Regions from separate parts of the Mus musculus genome. Here region 2 is linked to region 1. The links are chromatin contacts, called in public promoter capture Hi-C maps. All regions are on one chromosome and are shown on one strand. The core of a region is the stretch at or near the end of the contact, and the rest is flanking DNA. Distances in the headings are between cores, read along the strand shown.

Region 1 (4,009 bases), core at 784-3,283:
GGGGGTGCCGGTGTGTCCGCATCTGGATGCTTGCTGTGCTGTCTGTGGGGCTGCCTCCACTGGACATGTTTCTTGCCCTCGTTTGACTTGTGCTCTCACCAGACTTGTAAAGTTCCCAGGTGCCTACCATCTCACCACCAGTGTCTGTCTGCCTCTGTAGAGGAGCCTCTTTTAGGGTGCTACTTGGTGTCTTTGGGCAGCCCACCTCACTGTCCTGTATGAGCTCCTGCCTTCAGCTGCCTGTTCTTTTTCCCAGAGTCCACCTTGCACCTGGTGCTGCGTCTGCGCGGTGGCATCATTGAGCCATCCCTTCGTCAGCTTGCCCAGAAGTACAACTGTGACAAGATGATCTGCCGCAAGTGCTACGCACGCCTGCACCCTCGTGCAGTCAACTGCCGCAAGAAGAAGTGCGGCCATACCAACAACCTGCGCCCCAAGAAGAAGGTCAAATAAAGCTGTGGTCATACCTGGCATGTGACCCCGGGACCAAATAAAGTCCCCTTCCATCCACTGGAGCAGTAATTGGTGTCTAGAGTGACTGTTCTGTTGAGGGATCGGTGGGGAGGGGATCTCACCATGTAGCCTAGGCTGCCCTTGAACCTTGGAGGCTGGGGAGGCAGTAAAGACTGGTACTGGGCAGCAGGGTGAACCAGTGGGTTAGAACTTGCAAGCCTTGGAACCATGTAAAGGTGGAGCCCACACAGTGCTGCTGTGGGGAGGCAGGCTGTGCTTACAGATCTTGTCTTGGCTCTGATGTGTGGGGCCACAATTTAGGGTCTCTGGGGGAGCAGTTCACCTGACTCAGTACTCTGTACGCCAGTTAAGTTGCTGGACAACCTGATAGAGTTCACCATCAGGCATGGCACCAGGGACTACAGGCAACACACTTTATATGAGTTTATGAGGCCGCCTCATCTACCTTTGATTTTTGAGTATCAGGCACACTTTTGCATGAGTAGCTGGGTACTCTAGGGCGTCTAGGACCATTTCACCCATCGTGGGGAGTCTTAGACAGGCCATGTTGCTTGTAATTGACTTCAGGTATGCAGTCTGTCTTGTCATTTGGAAGGTTCCGTGGGTTCGAACCTGGTTGCCAGCAGCTTGCAAATCCCCCATGTATGTGCAACCAACATCTCCAAAGTAATTTAGGGAAGGAAGCTTTCAGAGTATATCCTACCTCCCCGGTGCTGGGAATCCCATTTCAAAGGTATAATCTGAATGGATGGTTTGTGTGCACTATGTGAGATGACATCAAAAGGTTTGTTAGGGGCTGGAGAAGTGGCTCAGTGGTTAAGAGCACTGATTGACTGCTCTTCCAGAGGTCCTGAGTTCAATTCCCAGTAACCACATGGTGGCTCAACCATCCATAATTGATCTGATGCCTCTTCTGGTGTGTCTGAAGACAGCTACAGTGTACTTACATATAATAAATACTTTTAAAAAAAAAATGCGTGATGGGCATGGTGGTGCACTTTAATCCCATCACTCTGTAGGCAGAGGCAAGCGGATTTCTGAGTTCAAGGCCAGCCTGCTCTACAAAATGAGTTCCAGGACAGCCAGGGCTATACAGAGAAACCCTGTCTGGGGGGCTGGGGGTGCATTAGGTGTCCTGCATATAGGTGTGAGTGGCTATGTGGGTAGTGTCATTGGGTTCAGTCCTGCAACAGCAACTAGTACTCAGCCACTGAAACCAAAACTGGTTCAACTACATTCGTAAGCATCACCGGTACAGAAATACTTGTGGCCTTAACTTCGATTTAGGCCCTATTCGAGCCCCGCTTGTTGCAAGGATCTGGCGGATGTACACAGCCCTGGAACTAACCATTTAGTTGCTTTAGAAACTATTTAGAGTTCCACCAGGCGGTGGTGACACACGCCTTTAATCCCAGCACTTGGGAGGCAGAGGCAGGGACAGCCAGGGCTACACAGAAAACCTGTCTCAAAAAAAAAAAAAAAAAAAAACGAATTCAAAGGCGCGCGGGCTGGTGGTGGACCTCCCGGCCGGCAGGGGGCGCAGCGGCCATTCCCTAGTGCCACTTGACTGCGCAGTCATGCTCACCGCCGCCACAGAGGTGTTGGCTGCTGCAGACGGTCCCGGGTCTGCGGAGTCCGCGTGGGCCTGGGTGAGCCCGGTTGCGGGTGGGACGGGCGCGGGGTGGCGGGATGGGCTCAGGACTCCGGCTTCATGGCCCCACACCCCCATAGAGAGACGCCCCGATCGCTACACTGGTGCAGAGGATTCAGCAGCTTCAGAATGAACGCGCACAGGCCTTCCGCCGTCTAGACCAGTGAGCGGGCTGGGCTGGAGGAGGGGGCGGGCCCTGGGAGAGCTTGCCTGAGGGGGACCTGAGGGGAGGCGGCTGGAGGCGTGGCTGGGAGGACCTAGGTTGTGGACTTGGTCGGAAGAGGTGGGGAGAGAGCCAGATCTGGTCCAGGAGATGCAGGAGTGCTGCTGCCGGGAGCAGGGCGTACTTGAAAGCGAAGTCTAGAAGGGTGGGTAAAAGGATCTGTGACACTGAAGCCTGTCTATTTGGGGGAGTTGGGTAGAGCTGAGGGTGTAGCTTTTAGTAGCAGGGTAGATAGGTGTAGAGCAGCATGTGACCGTGGGCGTGGCCTGGCGGGAGCAGCTGTGGTGTGACCCTCCACAAGATCCCTCATTTCTCTGAGTGCAGAGATGGTTAAGCACTAGCTCTGTCCTGACAGACCCAGTCTGTGGAGTTCGGGTTTGTCTCTTTCGAGTCGGGGGTATCTTCCACGTAGCTGGAGCAGGGAGCGTGGTCTGCTTGTCAGCGTGTCGATTCAGCATCCTCCCGGTCCACTGCAGAGCTCACCGTCAGTACCTGCTCAGTGGTCAGCACTATGACTTCCCGAGTTACCGGAGTGTCGTGCACGAGGTGACCCAGGCCTTCGCCGCTGCCTCGCGGGAGGTATTGGCAGTGGAAGCAGAGTTGGCAGGGCCTCGAGCGCAACCGGTGCTCGCCCGCCACGTGCGCAGCCTGCAGGAGCTAGAACAGACGCGCCTGGCCACGGTAAGACCACCACCCCTCTCCTTTTAGAGTGGGGCATGGTCCACAACCCATTCCCAGCCACCCCGACCTACTACTATTTTTGCCAAACACCTCTATGCATTTGGGCCCTCTCCCACTCTTTCCTGGCTAACTACATTTCCCTCCCAAATTTTTGCTTAATTATACCAGCCCCTCTGTAAAGCTGTCCTAAGAACTCCAGAAACCCAACGCATCGACCACTGTGGCTGTTTAAGTCCCTAACTCTGGGTTATCACCGTTGGAACCCACAAACTACTTCTTCCACAAACATCCTCAGACACTTGTCATCCTTGGTCCTTGACCCAGATCCCAAGACCCCACCTACCCTAACCTTATAGCCAGTGGTAGCAGGGGAGGAGCTTGCCCACTGTAAACCATGTAGCTCTTTGGTCTGGAATTCTTAGTGCAGAATCCCAAACTCTGCAGAGTTCCATTTCCATCCTAGAATTCGAACTCCATGTCCGGCCACTGGGGTGGAGGCCACACCCACCATACCTGCCACCATTCCCTGGTTTTTCCAAACTGTGACCATATTCTGTACCTCCTTCCATAGGAGAGCCCTAAAAGCAAGTCATACGCTACCTCCCACTCAAGCTCTGCTCTCCTTAGAGTCCACTCCTGGCCCTCCTTCCCTCTGTGTGGCTTTTGTCTACTGTAACTCCCATTTCCTCCTCCAGGTGGCACTGTTGCAGGTGATGGGGACACCAGGAGTGTCAGAACAGGACCCTGAAAAGTTGCACCAGCTGAAAATAAAGTGAGCCCTGTTGGCCCCTTGGCTTGCCACCTTAGATTGGCACCTTAGATTGAGTCAGCCCAGCGCAGAGCCAGTCAGAGAGGGCAGACACTCTGATGCACTCTGGTGCTCCCAGATGCGTACTTCCTAGGATGTGCATGTATATCACATCTCTTACAGTTTCCACTGCTTTCAGGAGTTTGAATGTGACCAGTCACTTGCTCCCCTG
Region 2 (4,009 bases), core at 965-3,464, 290 kb before region 1:
TACCCAAGGCTTTGCCATTTAAGCAGTAGCAGAGAGATAAAGCAAAGTCCCCAGAGCAAGTCACAGGTGATGTTATGGCCTCTGCCCCAAGAGGGTTTCATCTAGAACCCCTCGGCAGAGGACCTGTGAGCAGGGACCCCTGTATGCTCAGCCTTGCCAGGCAGGCACTCTGGATAGTTGCATAGCCCAGTTCTTCAGAGTGGGAAACAGGCCAGGTGGGCTGCTAAGGCATTAGTCTGTGGCTGGGGATAAGGAAACAGCTGTGTATCAGGTGTGTCGTGGAGGTGTGTTCCCAGGCACAACAGTGGTGGGTGGCTCTTCCTGGAGGTGTATGAAGCCCAGGGCTCCATCACCATTTGTGTCCACAGTCAGGAGGCTTTGAGCTCAGTGCTCAGACCTGACACAAGGTGATCATGATCCTCTTGGTCACATGTGGCCACTTCAGGGCCTGTCCTTGTGACTCAGAACTTGGGCTCTAGCCACTCCCTTTCTCCAGGTCTTTCCATGATGTAGTCTTCAGCTTTTGTCCCCTCATGCCACCAGCTCCTCACTAGAGGCTTAACCCTCTATCCCAGCTTCTCAAAGGTCTTTCTTTGCTTTCCAGGACAGACATGGAGGCGCTCTAACACCATCCATGGCTCCCTGTTGCATTTTCAGTGAGCTCCAATCCTTATTGCAGCTGTGTGGTTAGCTCAGCGAGCACCCTCCTCCCCATCTGTGACACTCTTTCCCCATGCCCACTGATTCTCTTCTTTCTCATGGTCAAAATTATTATGTTGCCTGTCTGCTTGCCTTCTTTGCTATTTCTTGAGAAAGAAATATCGTCCAGGCTGGCCTTAAGTTCCTACCTGTACCCCTCAAGTCCTGTGACAACAGGTGTGTGTTACCACCTCCAAAAGTGTGGTGAGGGCTGGGATGGAGCCCTCCATGCCAGGCAAGCATTCTGCCAGCACAGCTATATCCCTCTTTCTTTGAAGTTACTCTTTGACATTCTTCATCTGTCTCCTTATCTGAGATCAAGGACTACCTTGAAGTCACCCCTAGATGTCCCAGAGGCAGGTAAACTGTAAGTGTTCAATAAATGTTTATCAAGTGAATAAATGACTGGATATGGGTTTGTGCTGCAGCCAGCAGCATGGGAAACGCCTGACGTGGCAAAGAGCCTGGAGGAGACGTGGCAGAGTCTCAGAGTGACTTGACAAGGATGAGTTGGGGAAAACCTGGGTGCATGTGCCTCAGTTTCCCCAGCTATCTTCTTGCACCAAATATAGGATCTGAGCTTCAAATCCGAGCAAGGCTCTGATCCGGTGTCTAAAAGTCCAGGGAGTCGGGTGCTGTCAGAATGACCACTGGCTACCTAGGACCTGGGGGAAAAGGACATATTCCTTTGGTTTGTAGTATATATGACTTATCGCCTTTGGTAATGGCTTTCGTGGCCATGCACACTGCGTTCATCGCAGACATCATACAGATGGGAAGGAAAGGGGAAGAGCCAGGCAGGGCTAACACCTCCAAGTCAGAGGGCAGACCCGTCACAGCCTGCACTACTAGCACCGCCAAAGCTCTACTCCGCCGTCCAGGCCCTAGCAACGCCCCACCTGCTTGTTGTGGCCCTAGCGACGCCCCGCCCTCACCGCGCAGTGCCCTAGCAACGGCCAGGTAGCCCCGCCCCCCCAATGCTCAGAACCATAGCAAAGCCCTGCCTGGGCTGCTGAGGTCCATAGCAACGCCTCGCTCTCCTGTCAGGGTGCCTCTCCTGGTGCTTAGAGCTCTAGCAACAACCTGCCTGTGTTGCTGAGGTCCATAGCAACGCCCCGCCCTTGCTACCTAGAGCCCTAGCAACGGCCAGGTAACCCCGCCCCCTATGCTCAGAACCCTAGCAAACCCCTGCCTGTGCTGCTAGGGGGCCTAGCAACGCTCACGTTAGTCCCAGAGCCCTAGCAACGTCCACTACGCCGCGCCGATCTGCTCGGGGCCCTAGCAACGCCCCGCGCTGTCCCTCAAGGCCCTGGCAATGCTGGGCACCGACAGGCGGGTTCTAACTGCGCTCCATCCCAGCGCTTCCGGCAGAGCTGTAGCAACAAAAGCTCCTTAGTTGGGGACCCTAGCAACGCCCCGCCTAGCACTGTAGCAACGCCTCGCCCCCCTTCCTCCTCCATCACGACGCCACGCCCCCTCAGGCTCCGCCCCGTGACTGGGCGGGGCTCCCAGCCGGGCTTCCTCCTTGCTACCGCGCGCGCTCCTTGTTGCCCGCGGCCACTGGGCCGCTCTACGGGGCTCAGGCCGAATCCGGCCGATCTGGCCGAGGCCCGGGCAGACGGAGGGCGGCAGCATGTCCGACCCCAGCTACTGGACCGCGGTCGCGGCCCCGGGGCACCGCAGCCGCCTGGCCAAGGGTGCGCTGCTACAGCGTTCCAAAAGGTAGGGACGGCTTGGGGCGCAGGGTCTAGCTGTGGACGCCGGTATTTGAACTTGGGACTCGGGCCTTGCAAAGCGATGAATTTGGGAAGAATGAAGCAGTCTGTTCTGGACACTCAGCGGAAATGTTGGCGCAGATGCAAATACTCATGGCCCAGACTGACGAGTGGGTGGCAGGTCTACAGCCAAGAAGGCATGCTTCTCCTCGGCCCAGGTCCTCCTTTGCAAGGCACAGAGGCCAAGAGAGATGGTGCCTCAACTGTCGACCCAGGTTCTAATTGTAAGATAGCTTTTACCGTGCGGTGTGACTCCAGGTAGTTCTTCAACCTCTCTGTGCTTGTGTTTCTCTGTATTTAGGTTAGCATAGTTGGGAAAAGTCTGAGATGCAAGGACCCTGAGTGCTCGATCCAAAGCTTCGACTGGGCCTTGAGATAGTGTGGTGCCTACCATGGCTTACAGGCCTTTTAGAGCAAGGAACAGTGTAAGCAGTTGGCATTTAATGTGTGCTCAAGTGAGATGATCCAGGTTCTCTGAGGCGTCCAATATGGTTGTTTTCAAGGTCTTGTCTAAGCATAAGGGAAAGGAACCAACCAGTCTCATTGGCTACCGGTGCAGGACCATGGGACAGCAGGGCAGGGAGAGGATGTGGCTGCCAGTGTGTGTCGTGTGCAGAGGGGGGGCGACAGGAAGTCTTGCAGGGCCCTTTGGGTTCCGCTTCTGCACCCACACTTCAGCCTAGGGGGCAATTCTTTACCCTCTTGGTAGCTGGTAGCCCCGATTTCCCTGTGTGAAGAGCAGGTACAGTTGGTGGGTCCCCCAGCTCAATGCTGGTTTGTACTGTGTCCACACCTGTGGCTTAGCTGACTCTGGGGGCGTGGCCTCCTGTAGGCAGGCTCTTAGAGCATAGGTCCCCCAAGGCCAGCTTCACAGGGTGTGTTGATTTTGTGCACCTTCTGGTTGTCCTGATGGGGAAAACAGAGCCTCCTGCAGCAACAGACAGGCTGGGCTCAGCTCCCTAAAACCTATGCCCTTTGCTGCCTGCGGCACCTCCTATCTTGGCCTGCAAACTGCCCTTCTGTTACCCAAAACCCTCCCTGCCTCCTTAGGGCCCCTCCTGTCGCTCCCTCCCTGACACTTTTACAGAGCTGCGTTGGTGGAGGGCTGTGTGGGCTGCTCTCCTTGCCTTCAGTCAGAGCCGCCGTTGCTGGGTGACTGTAGGGGGCTGGGAAGGAGGGCAGGATCCCTGTGACTTCAACTCTGCCAAGGTGGAGGCGAAGCTCAGGGTCTGGTGGGCAGAACGGGCCAGAGACCTGGGCTGGGGGATCAGGGCAGGTGGGCCGAAAGGGACATGGGTTTGTATGTAGCCCACACTGTAGCCCCCAATTCAGAGACTGGATTGAAGGGGTGTGATACCACAGACTGAAGCATTAGCTCTTTGGCAGGATCTTGGGAAGGTAGGGACAGCAGGTTCAGGGACAGGGAGGGGGAGTGGAGCTGGCTTCCTACAACCACAGCCTCTGGGCATCTCCTGTCTCCACCAGACATCTGGGTGTGCCTGGCTGCCATCATGGTGTAAGATGAAAGGCCAGGG

The links. Promoter capture Hi-C pulls out the DNA fragments that hold promoters and counts their contacts.
Region 2: a promoter capture Hi-C map of neutrophils shows a contact between it and region 1, with 4 times the contacts expected there. The contact joins the promoter of Mast3 here to the promoter of Rex1bd in region 1. A contact is called at or near these places in 3 of 39 promoter capture datasets (embryonic stem cells, neural stem cells and neutrophils), 2 of 484 Hi-C or Micro-C datasets (CD4 T cells and embryonic stem cells), 3 of 115 datasets of contacts at active chromatin or transcription factors (embryonic stem cells and pancreatic cancer cells) and 3 of 9 other capture datasets (adipose tissue, liver and pancreatic islet).

The regions. Positions count from the first base shown.
Region 1 is chr8:70,504,776-70,508,784 of GRCm38.p6, reverse strand. Rex1bd (required for excision 1-B domain containing) reads left to right here and starts at 2,033. Exons shown (of 5, transcript NM_025577.3): 1 at 2,033-2,123; 2 at 2,206-2,288; 3 at 2,825-3,029; 4 at 3,725-3,801. The coding sequence starts at 2,052. It overlaps Uba52 (ubiquitin A-52 residue ribosomal protein fusion product 1), which reads left to right. Exons shown (of 4, transcript NM_019883.4): 4 at 257-522. The coding sequence ends at 453.
Region 2 is chr8:70,790,638-70,794,646 of GRCm38.p6, reverse strand. It overlaps Mast3 (microtubule associated serine/threonine kinase 3), which reads left to right and starts at 2,214. Exons shown (of 26, transcript NM_199308.2): 1 at 2,214-2,421. The coding sequence starts at 2,333.